3 separate regions of the Zea mays genome follow, and regions 2 and 3 are each linked to region 1. The links are chromatin contacts, called in public Hi-C maps. All regions are on one chromosome and are shown on one strand. The core of a region is the stretch at or near the end of the contact, and the rest is flanking DNA. Distances in the headings are between cores, read along the strand shown.

The links. A called contact is a pair of places that touch in the nucleus more often than the background predicts.
Region 2: a Hi-C map of tassel shows a contact between it and region 1, with 4 times the contacts expected there. The contact joins the promoter of LOC103641465 here to the promoter of LOC100191950 in region 1. A contact is called at or near these places in 4 of 25 Hi-C or Micro-C datasets (bundle sheath, ear, leaf and 1 more).
Region 3: a Hi-C map of ear shows a contact between it and region 1, with 1.6 times the contacts expected there. The contact joins the enhancer-like site here to the promoter of LOC100191950 in region 1. A contact is called at or near these places in 3 of 25 Hi-C or Micro-C datasets (ear, leaf and tassel).

Annotation. Positions count from the first base shown.
Region 1 is chr10:98,977,540-98,980,968 of Zm-B73-REFERENCE-NAM-5.0, forward strand. It overlaps LOC100191950 (Glycerol-3-phosphate dehydrogenase SDP6 mitochondrial), which reads right to left and starts at 1,643. Exons shown (of 7, transcript NM_001137374.1): 1 at 1,265-1,643; 2 at 1-98. The coding sequence starts at 1,619. It overlaps LOC103641462 (a long non-coding RNA gene), which reads right to left. Exons shown (of 3, transcript XR_560333.3): 2 at 2,881-2,932; 3 at 2,730-2,780. It also overlaps the pseudogene LOC103642657.
Region 2 is chr10:99,228,939-99,232,367 of Zm-B73-REFERENCE-NAM-5.0, forward strand. It overlaps LOC103641465, which reads left to right and starts at 1,911. Exons shown (of 8, transcript XR_004853210.1): 1 at 1,911-3,429.
Region 3 is chr10:99,137,492-99,140,920 of Zm-B73-REFERENCE-NAM-5.0, forward strand. No RefSeq gene overlaps it. Among protein-coding and RNA genes, the nearest start is that of LOC103641464, 4.8 kb to the left of the region's middle. Within about 2 kb of position 1,725, at least 6 of the 20 cell types and tissues checked have an H3K27ac peak or open chromatin away from gene starts, as enhancers often do. A contact at or near this core is called in ear, where this site is marked.

The sequences.
Region 1 (3,429 bases), core at 393-2,892:
ATTCTCGATGACTTGTTTGCGTTCCTTAAGTGCATGAAAAACAAGTTTCAGCTGCCCATAATCAAGATTGAACACTGCCTTCTCCAAGTAGCGCACGCCTGTACAAATTGAATGCAATATAATAAGGGACAATGCTAAATTAAGTTTTTTCAATCCCAAAAGGCACAAAAACACTGGTGCAGGTATATCTTGTTTGTAATTAAGCCTTTTCCTGTTTCACAAAGTAAAAGTATTTTTAAAAATTACAAAAATTTTACGCAGTCTTTATAGTATGTTCATCCATGCATTTGTTTCAAGCTAGAAATGTATCTGCAAATGATATTACTATGGCAGAAAGCAGAATAAATTTATTGCATCAGTATTCAGTAAGAGGGAACACAAGAGCAAGACATTTTCAAAGTAACAGGGAGAAAGTTAACCTTATATCTTTGTTGGGTCAAAGTTAACAGCAAATTAGACATAGTTGGCACAGTATATCAAGTGAAAACCAACTAATTTTAGGAACCTTGGAAAAGGTTTTGGTTTGACCATCAAATCGACATGAAAAAGTCCCAACAAAGTTGAGTAATAAGAACCTTAGGAAACATTCTTATGAAATGCATTGTTAAGTTCATTTTCTGTTCCCCTAGCTCATTTTGAAATTATCCTTGAAATTTTAGAACGTAACTCAATATCCAGGATTGCCTAATAAATCTTTATGGGATCTTTTATGTTTTCACCTCATATGTCTCTTAATGTACAAGTAAAATAAAATACAATTAGAGAATGTCTAGATGCAAGATGAGCCTCATCTTTTGAATGTAGCATGGATAGTCTAATGGACAGTAAACATTTTATCAACATGTTGACAAATAGCATCAGTCAGGAATGGTCAGTACCACAATACAGGTTCCTAGACAGGCATAAACATATATTAGGAATAAATTTGCATTGCTCAAATAAAGCCAGGGCTTGCTAAGAGCAAATATTGTGCCACTAGCAAAGTAGTGCAATGCCATCGTAGGACAGGTATTTCCAACACAAATTCAACAGATCCACTTGCTAATGTAGCCAGACAATAATTGTATGTGCTATTAAGATAGTGCATAGCACTACCGACCTAACATCACCAAGCATCAAATAGGGCACATTAGTTCATCAAACTGTTACACTCTTGGTCAGACTGCTGACTGTGGTACTCTAATAAAGGATTCGTAGCAGCTGAAATTTGGGAAAACACAGGAGGGGGGTCCGTAGACCCCAGGGTTTGGACAAGACCACGCACCGCCATGGATGAGTTTGGTGGATCGGGAGGAGGTTCCAGAAGAGAAATCCTCGCGCTCCACAAGGCCTACACGGAGCCCGCGGGTGGCGGCATCGAGCGCGACGCCGCATCCGGTGGCGCCGCCGCCAACGACGAGCACGTCTAGGGGCTCAGCAGGGGTGGACCCTGCCAGCGCCGCACGCTGCGCGTCTCGCAGGGGCGGCGTGGCCCCCGACCGCGCAACACGCTGCCTTGCCGCTTCTAGGGCGGCGGCGGACGGGTCGGTGGCGGAAGCCGATGAGGCGGCGAGGACAGCGGCGAGGGTGGAGGAGGCAGCTAGGGCGGCACCGGCGCGGCGGAGGCGCCACGTGGCCATGGCGGCGCCTGACGCGTTGCTTGGATTGTTCGGTTGCGGCTGGCGCCGGCGGGCGGAAGTTGGAAGGAAAGGGGTAGTAGCGTTGGGAGGCGAATCGTGTGTTTGGCCGGTAAGGGCATCTACAAATCTAATAAATACTACGTACCTGTTTTTAAGAGATTATTGCTATTATAGGTCTATGCCCGTGCGTTGCTACGGGTGTATTAAAATGCATAACAATGTTAGTGCCAATGTGTCATTATATAGGAACTAATCCTTAGTAATACTGCACTCTTGTAACAGAAGTATCATCACACCAATACAAGCGGGCAAACTCAATAGTCGTCCAAAGCGAAACAACAAATTTGCCGCAAGCTGCCTACTGCTGGGCGCACTGCACCCTCTGCCCACCGCCTGGCACATCATCTCCTCGTCGTAGGCCTCCTGGTGCTGCTGCTGCCGCCTCCGTATCTCCTCTTTGATGTTCACGTCATAGGGCATCGTATCTTCGCACTCGTCCAGCTCCATGTCAGTGTACTGTGATACTGGCTTGGGCGGGAGAACAGCCTCCAGGGCCTTGCACTGCTCCAGGCTCAACGAGTCCGGGAACTCCACCGAGAAGTGGATGTACAACTTGCCCTTCATGAAGGGCCTCTGATACATGGACATGCCTTCATCGTTGATTGCCTTGAAAGAAGCTGCACAAATTTAAAATAATCATAATCATATGTCAGAATCAAAGCCATGAGAATGGAATTGGATTGTTGACAACTGACACGGTACCACCAAGACACCAACAACATTTTTAGATATTAAATTTTGTTACAACATAAAAGGAATTGCAGATTTCCAATAAAAGTGTGACCATCAAAGACAATAGCTTTAACTAACAAATCAACACCATCTATATCAACTAAAAAATAGGTTGTCCGTATTTGCATAAAGAAATACCAGGAAAACAGTGAATATCAGGAAAAATAATTGGCAGATATGACAAAAACTTAAACATCACAATTTTGAGCAGCAACAATGTAAAGGCATCATCAGTGGCGCATGTAAAATATATACCGTGTCAAGTAGTATCCCCGAATGATCTCCAAAACTTAGCTGCACAATAGTCGCATCACGGTCTGAGTCCTGATCTATCTAGACAACTGGGACTGGGATTGCCTCATCAGATGTCTGGGGTGATAATTTTCCCAAGAATACACATTAAAAAGCAAACTGAATAAATACAGAAGTGGCGTCTGCCACTGATTAAACCAGTCGTGTGAAATCATACCGTTGAAGAAGCTCCCAACACATTAGCTGAGTTGATAGATTGGCAACAAATTCTGGGAAGATTTACAAAACACAAAGATTAGTACATATGTTGTGAAGATTTACAAAAGACAAAGATTATTAGTACATATACAGTGTATATAGAACATGGAAGTATTATACAGGACAGATCTATCTATTACTATCATGTATATACTATAACTTAGGAATTAAGAAACAATAGAGTTGGGGATGAAGAGATACGAGATGGCAGACATAACTTCCCAAATGAATCCTACTACTGCACAACTTATCATAGGCGCAGGCAAAATTTCCCATATACATACACCAATCTAACAAATCATCAACGGACAACTCTACGAGACCATCGAACAACGCTGAATTAGACGGTCTAAATGGAAAAAAAATCTATGCAGAGATCGTGTATAAGTAAAACCCATGGAGCACAGGCTAGAGGCGTCCAATCATGCTGATGCTAAAATCCTTCCGTCTAATCAATCTGCTCACGGCACATGGTAGACGGAGATGTTCGATCCGGCTGTTTACGCGA
Region 2 (3,429 bases), core at 661-3,160, 250 kb after region 1:
GGAAAGCAGTAATCGGGGTACACAAAACCAATAACGTCAAAAACTCTATTCAACCTTTTCTTTCCATGGGCACCGAAGGTAGTATTCATGGCTTCGTCTTCAGCCTTCGTATATGCCCCCAACAAATCATCAACGGTCGCCTCAGTAGCATTGAGCCATTCGTCATCTGGCTCCTCAAACTGACTTCTGTAGTGGTATGTATATTTCAAATAAACTAGGCCACCCTCGCTTGAGCTATCAATGGTCTCCTTTGGTATTTCCCATTCGTTAATAAGGGGCCATACTTGTAGGATTATGGGGAGGCTACACTAGCGAAAAACAAAATTTTCGACCCCATAAAACCAAGAACTACTGCGGTTATAGGTCATGGAATTACCACTAGACGCGCAGGGCAGCGGAAGACGTCTCGATGTAGACGAACGCGTCGAGCAGTGCCGTGCAGTCGCCGGTGTCCTTCACGTCCTCGTGTGGTTCGCCCTAGTGCTCCAAATGCAGCACCTCCGAGGTATCCACACGTACAGGGAGGAAGCGCCGTGTACCGAACTGCTAGATTCGCGACGGCGGCTTCGCGAGGGCGAGAGGCGAGCGACTGCTCATTTGCTGGTGGCGAATTAGGGTTAGCCTAACCGTGCCCCTGGCCCTCATTATATAGGCGTTATGGTGGGCTTCTGACTCCGAGGCCCATCAGTAACCCTAAAGCCCAGTCTAAGTTCGGATCTAATCTGAGTTAGGCTTCCTTCCCCTTAAGTGTGTGACCCTATAGGTTCACTTACAAATAGACATGGCCCGAGTACTCTTACTTGGCCCAATAATTGACAGCGACCTCTAGCAAAACATGTCAACTCCTATGTGCACGTAAAGATCATATCTGATGAATCATTGCAACATTACGTATATGTTGTTCCCTTTGTCCTACGATATTTGGTCTGGCTCTAAGCTGACCACTCTTTCTCGATACTGTGAATTAGAATCCTTTCAATGGTTAACTCTTAACCCTAGCACGACTATGCATTTCTTGATCCAATCACTCGAGGGGCCCAGAGATATCTCTCTCAAGAAGAGAGGGACAGATTGTGATATCCTGGCCCCTGAGATGGTGATATCTTGGCCCAAGGCTTAATAGAATTAATAGATTATCCATACCAACAAGGTGCATCTTCTTTTTCAGAAGCCTGTCTCGAAAGAACCTCCAAGTTAAGCGTGCTTGGCTTGGAGCAATTTAGGATGGGTGATCGACCGGGAAGTTTTCTCGGGTGCACACGAGTGAGGACAAAGTGTGCACAAAAGACTCGTGTTGGTCTGTGGGGACAATATATGATTCTAGAGAACTGCCAGGAGTAAGTACCGCCGGTCCAGGGATTGAACGGGGTGTTACAAGTGGTATCAGAGCCAACCCTCGAGGTTTCACGGGCGTGTGTGGGCTAGGGGGTTTGGGTATATGGCGCATGGCGCATGTGGGCCCGGAGTGGTCACATGGCATGGTAGGGGGTTCGGGTATATGGCGCATGGCGCATGTGGGCCCAGAGTGGTCACATGCACTACACCAAAAACATACACTTCCTACGGTTTTTTAACTTCCTACAACTTTTATAACAAACCGTAGGAAATAAATAACTTCCGAGAGGCAACTGGTAGCTCTAGGAAATAAACATAACTTTCTACGGTATTTTATAAAAGCTGTAGGAAGTTAGCTTTTACATGCTGACCATGTGTGCGGTCAAGCGAGCCGCTAACTTCCTACGGCCGCCTCTAGAAACAAATCTATTTAAAAAGTACTAATGTTTATATATGGTAGGAAATTGTTAATTTTTCCTTATTCTAAAAAATGTAGAAAAACATCCATCACCATTATCTCTTGATGAGTTAAAGTTGACAATTACTTGCGTCACTTATGCTTTGGCTCCTGCGACGCTGCGGCTATGGGCCGCTATTGCGCTCAAAAGAGTAAAAAACCGACAGCGACAGGGCAAGGAGCCAGGGCCGCTCCGCTCCGCTCCGCTCGTGCTCTGCTCCTGCTCTCTCTCTCTCTCGGCGTCGATTGGGCGACCGCCGCCGCCTCCCCCAGGTCTTCGCTGGGCCCGTCGCCGGCGCCGAGCACCCACCAGGTACGTCCATCCATTCTCATCCCCACTCCCTAGGTGCTGTACGAAACCGAGCACCCAAACCCTAACTTAATCTATTTGGCTATTTGTATTCGGATCTGATTCCAATCAAAGCGCTAAGAATGGTCGCTGGCTTATGTGAAATTCTCTGTGGCTACGAACTCCCCCTGTGTCCAGCCTAGCATGCCCCTGAGGCGTACACCTGCCGCCATCTCCTTCCCCTGTCGTCGTATAGATGAGCAACTGAATTAGCAAACCTAGGTAACGTGTGATATTGCCTAAGCTGCATCTCCACACAAAGTTACTAATTGTTTTGCCTTTGTAATGGCATGATTCAGTTTAAGATATTGTGATTGTAGTACTTTTGGGCAGGGGATAAAACAATTTTTGTTATGGCTGATCTGTTAGCCCTAAGGAATTTGTTACTGCTTTTTAGGAATTATATATACTAGTTATAGATGAGCAAATGAATTAGCACACCTGGATAATGTATGCTTCTATTGCCTAAGCTGCATCTCCATACAAAGTTAGTAATTAGCAGACCCCTATTTAATATGTTTGGTTCGAATCTTACACTGGTCTTGCATTGTCTTATGCATGGCACATGGCAGTATGATCAGTGACTCAGTTTTACTTTGAAATTAAGCTACTTGCAGGTACATGGTAGTTGCTTTTTGCTGGGTGAGTGATATGCGTGGCACATGGCTTTATGTATTGTTTCTTTTCAATCAGTGAGTGATATTTCTTGAATTCTCTTAAAACTTCATTAGGATCTTTGAGGTTTGATGCAACAGCTGAAGTTTAGTTTTCTATTTATACCACTGGAACTTCGTCCCGTTCAGTTCCTGATAAGCTAAGTGCTTGTCCCTGAAATAGAATTTGTAATCAACAAACCAGTCACATGTTTGTTGCATTCTTCAGGATGAAACTGAGCCCGCTATGTATTCTTTTTCACTGTTTATAATTGTTGTTTCCTAATATACTACTGTGAATGCTTGTTCTTTGTTTATTTTCGTATATTGTTAATTCCTAATATACATAATTTCCCCAAATAACATGATAATAAATATCGGAAAAGTGGAGAACTGAACGACAATGTTTAGCGCAATGGTGAACAGTGCTTTATAGTTGGCATTAATCTTAGTTCCTACATGTTGTTAATATGTAGTCTATATACTTTGATTATTTTTTATTGATTACAAAATATTGGGAGGACCATAATAATTTTGAAAAAAATGCTTGGATTGTTTCTGAGGATTTGGGCTTGGAAAGGCGTAAGAAATCTGAAAGTTTCTTGTGTTGGGAGAGGACTAATGGGTTACATTAG
Region 3 (3,429 bases), core at 475-2,974, 160 kb after region 1:
CTTTAGAAATTTGGGGCTAACCACAAGACCACATATACTTTAGTGTTTAGTGTTTAAAAGTAAACAATAATTATATTTGCAGTCTAGGCGCCCTCTCCATGTCCTCCGCCTCGTGGCAACGCACGGGCACATACCTAGTTTACATCTAAATTACCAATCAACCTATGCCATTATTGACAGATAATTTTCGGCAACATGTTAAATTTACATCTAAACTACCAACCTTTGTCATTATTAAAATAAACTGAAACAAAATAATATAGTATATATGTTTTTATGTTATCCACTTCTAGCACAATTAATATTTAAAAACACTATCTCAACAGATGCGCTATTGTCACTATGCATACAAAGTATACATGCATGAATAAGCTACAAGGACACAATTTTTGTAGCTTAGCAATCAAGGAAAATGTTCCCCTAATGAATCACATGAAACTAATAATTTATTTTGAATTATATTAATACCCCATGACAGTAAACTGTGTGATTTGTTAAATACCTCAAATTGGCAACATATCAGGTGCAAACCAGGTTTCCTTGTAAACTTCGTGCAAACCAACTAACAAATGTCACAAAAAATATAGATGTACTTCATTTCCTACTCTACCACTGTATAAAAAAGAGAAAATTATATCCACTTTGAAGGGTTCAATTTGGATATAATTTTTTTCTCTTTTTGTATCTCTTAACATATGATGAATTTGAAATTAATTATTTTTTGAGAATTTTTTGTGGCTTTTGCTAGTTGGTTTGCACGGAAACCTGGTTTGTACCTCATACGTTGCCAAATTTATATATTTTGACAAAGCCATTATAATATAACAGTGATCATAGTTTCATCTATTTTTATTTAGAAAATTACTACACATTATTACTTAATAGAGAAAATTTGATATCTTAAGCGTCATAGTGTACGCAAAATAAGTGTTTATCCCGTTATAGTCACATTTAAATGTTAAAGATAATGTCCATGTTACAAAGACAGCAAACAATTACAACATATAGATTGCACACATGGCATGCATGGCGTCCATCCAAGCACTTATATTCACTTAAAAAAAAGCAGAAAGGAAAGATGGATGCATATATAGCATGGATCGATCCCGGCCGGCAGGTCGTCGTCGATCGTTGGTGAAGAATTCCGATCAGGTGCGCAGGAAGACGTCGAGCTCGAGGACGACGTCGTGGTAGTCGCTGCTCCAGCTCTTTGTCTTGAAGAGGACGTAGCCCGTCGCCATGCGGAAGCTGCCCGTGCCGCCGACCACCGGCAGCTCGCGCACCGGAGCGAGGAGGTCGTTCCGGCCAACCACGACCACCGTGCTCCCGGTGTAAGGTGGGTAGTCCGTGAGCACCACGGTCAGGGACATGATAAGTACCGACTCCTGCCGGGACGCCATCACGTGGAACTCCTGCACGCGCCCCACCACCGGGGACGTCCGGTTCGGCTCTGCCGTCAGCACGTCATCCACCACCCTCGTGTCGCCGAAGCAGCCGTACGACCCCCTCCCCGCCGGCAGCGGCGGGCCGGTGCAGTTCACGACCACCACGGCCGTGCTGTTGGGGCCGGCGTCTTTCTCGTGCATGTACAAGTGTAGGTGGTGCATGCTGGGGCCATCGCCGGCGGCGACGATCACGGCCGGCAGCTGCAGCAGCACGGCCCCTACTACTAGAGCAACACAGGTGTACATCACGCTACTACCTACCTGCTTGCTTTGGTAGGAGCTGTTGACATGCTGCAAGCCATATATATAGGCATGCACGGTGTCAGCCAGCTATAGGACAGCAGAGGATACTAGTAGTATGCATTTTGTAGATGCCCATACGACCTTTTCGCGGCAAATAAAATAGGTCTATGACACAGTAGCACTCAGCATGTAGTCATATGCACATGCTTTGGAACAGATCAAAACTCCACCAACCTAATCCGAGTCCAAACAGGCCGGATTGCAGTATATCTTGGCCAGACAACACAAGCAAGATTAAAGAATCATTGCAATGCTTGACGTGCGTGATAACCTGCAGCATCACCAGTAAGGCAGTAATGAGCTATAGTTTAATCTGATGTCATTGCCTCATAGAGAGAACCGAACTCACTAGCAACAAGGATTAATGCATGAGTTGAAAGCACCTGAGCTATCATAATTTCTTCTGCCTGTATGGGGTTTTCATGAGTTTTAGTGGTGGGGTTGCCTTGTGCTTCTTCGATAGGATTTTTTTGAATCTCCGGCGCCTCATAGGTAGAACCACAAACAACACTGCACATGATTTTCGACGCCACAATTATTTTCGGCAGTCAGAGCTCGACCACCAAAAATAAAGAATTATTTTCGGCGGCGGACAGAGGCGGTCGAAAATACGTCTTTTTTAAATCGCGGTAGGCTTTCTTTCTTCTTCTTTCTTCCCTGTTTCTTCCTTTTATCGACGCCGCGCGCCCACATGACCAAACGCCGTCACGTCACCCGACGTCCGCCTCGTCACCCCCCGCCCTGGCCTGCACAACCCTGGAACCGTCGCCGCCCGGGCTCCCGTCCGCTGCTGCCCCTGGCCCCTGTTGCCCGGCCGTCGCCGAGCCCTTCTCCATTAAAATGTTATTTTTTGCATATTTTATTCCATATTTTTGGCAGACGTTATTTAATTATCACTGAAATTAGTATATATTTGTAATTGTGCTTGTTTGATTAGTGTGTAATTAGTATTATTGTTTAGTTTGATTCTATTAATGTATTAGTGGCATATGTGGCTCAGTAATTAGGGGCATATTGTAATTGTGGCATTACTTTTATATTAATATGTGGTACTATTACATTATTAATTTTATAAGTACATTATATTGGTATGTAGTACATTTGCATTATTAGTGGTATGTGGTACTTAGTCTGATTTGATTAATAGCATATCATTCTTTGTTTTATAAGTAATATATTGTTTAGTGGCAGCGAGTTTATGTTGCCGAAATTTTCTTTGGTCCTGCTAGCTTGTGGGTTTAGGACCTATCCTTGCCTATAAATGCAGGACCGATACACTTGATGAAGTTGAATAATGTTTTTATGATATGGTCCGTTTTACTAGTCTCAGTCATGGCTGAAGATCGTGCATCGATGTACAATGACTGAGTAGGAATGGATGTCATTCTGATGAGTGGGTAGCAAAGACTAAAAATTTTGTAGACCATGTATTCTCCTTGTCATTAACTGACACTGTCATATGCCCTTATAGGCGGCACGAAAACAGTATATTCCTTAATAAGGATAGAGTTAGTCTAGATCTTTGTCAGTTTGGATTTATGCCCGAATATGAGGTGTGGGAACATCATGGTGAGGTAGTACCCAATCCGAATGTAGAAGAGGAGAACAATGATTGGGCTGGCGGTGATGCGATGCATGAGATGCTAGATTCGCTACATCTAGAGTTAAACCTAAGCTCCGA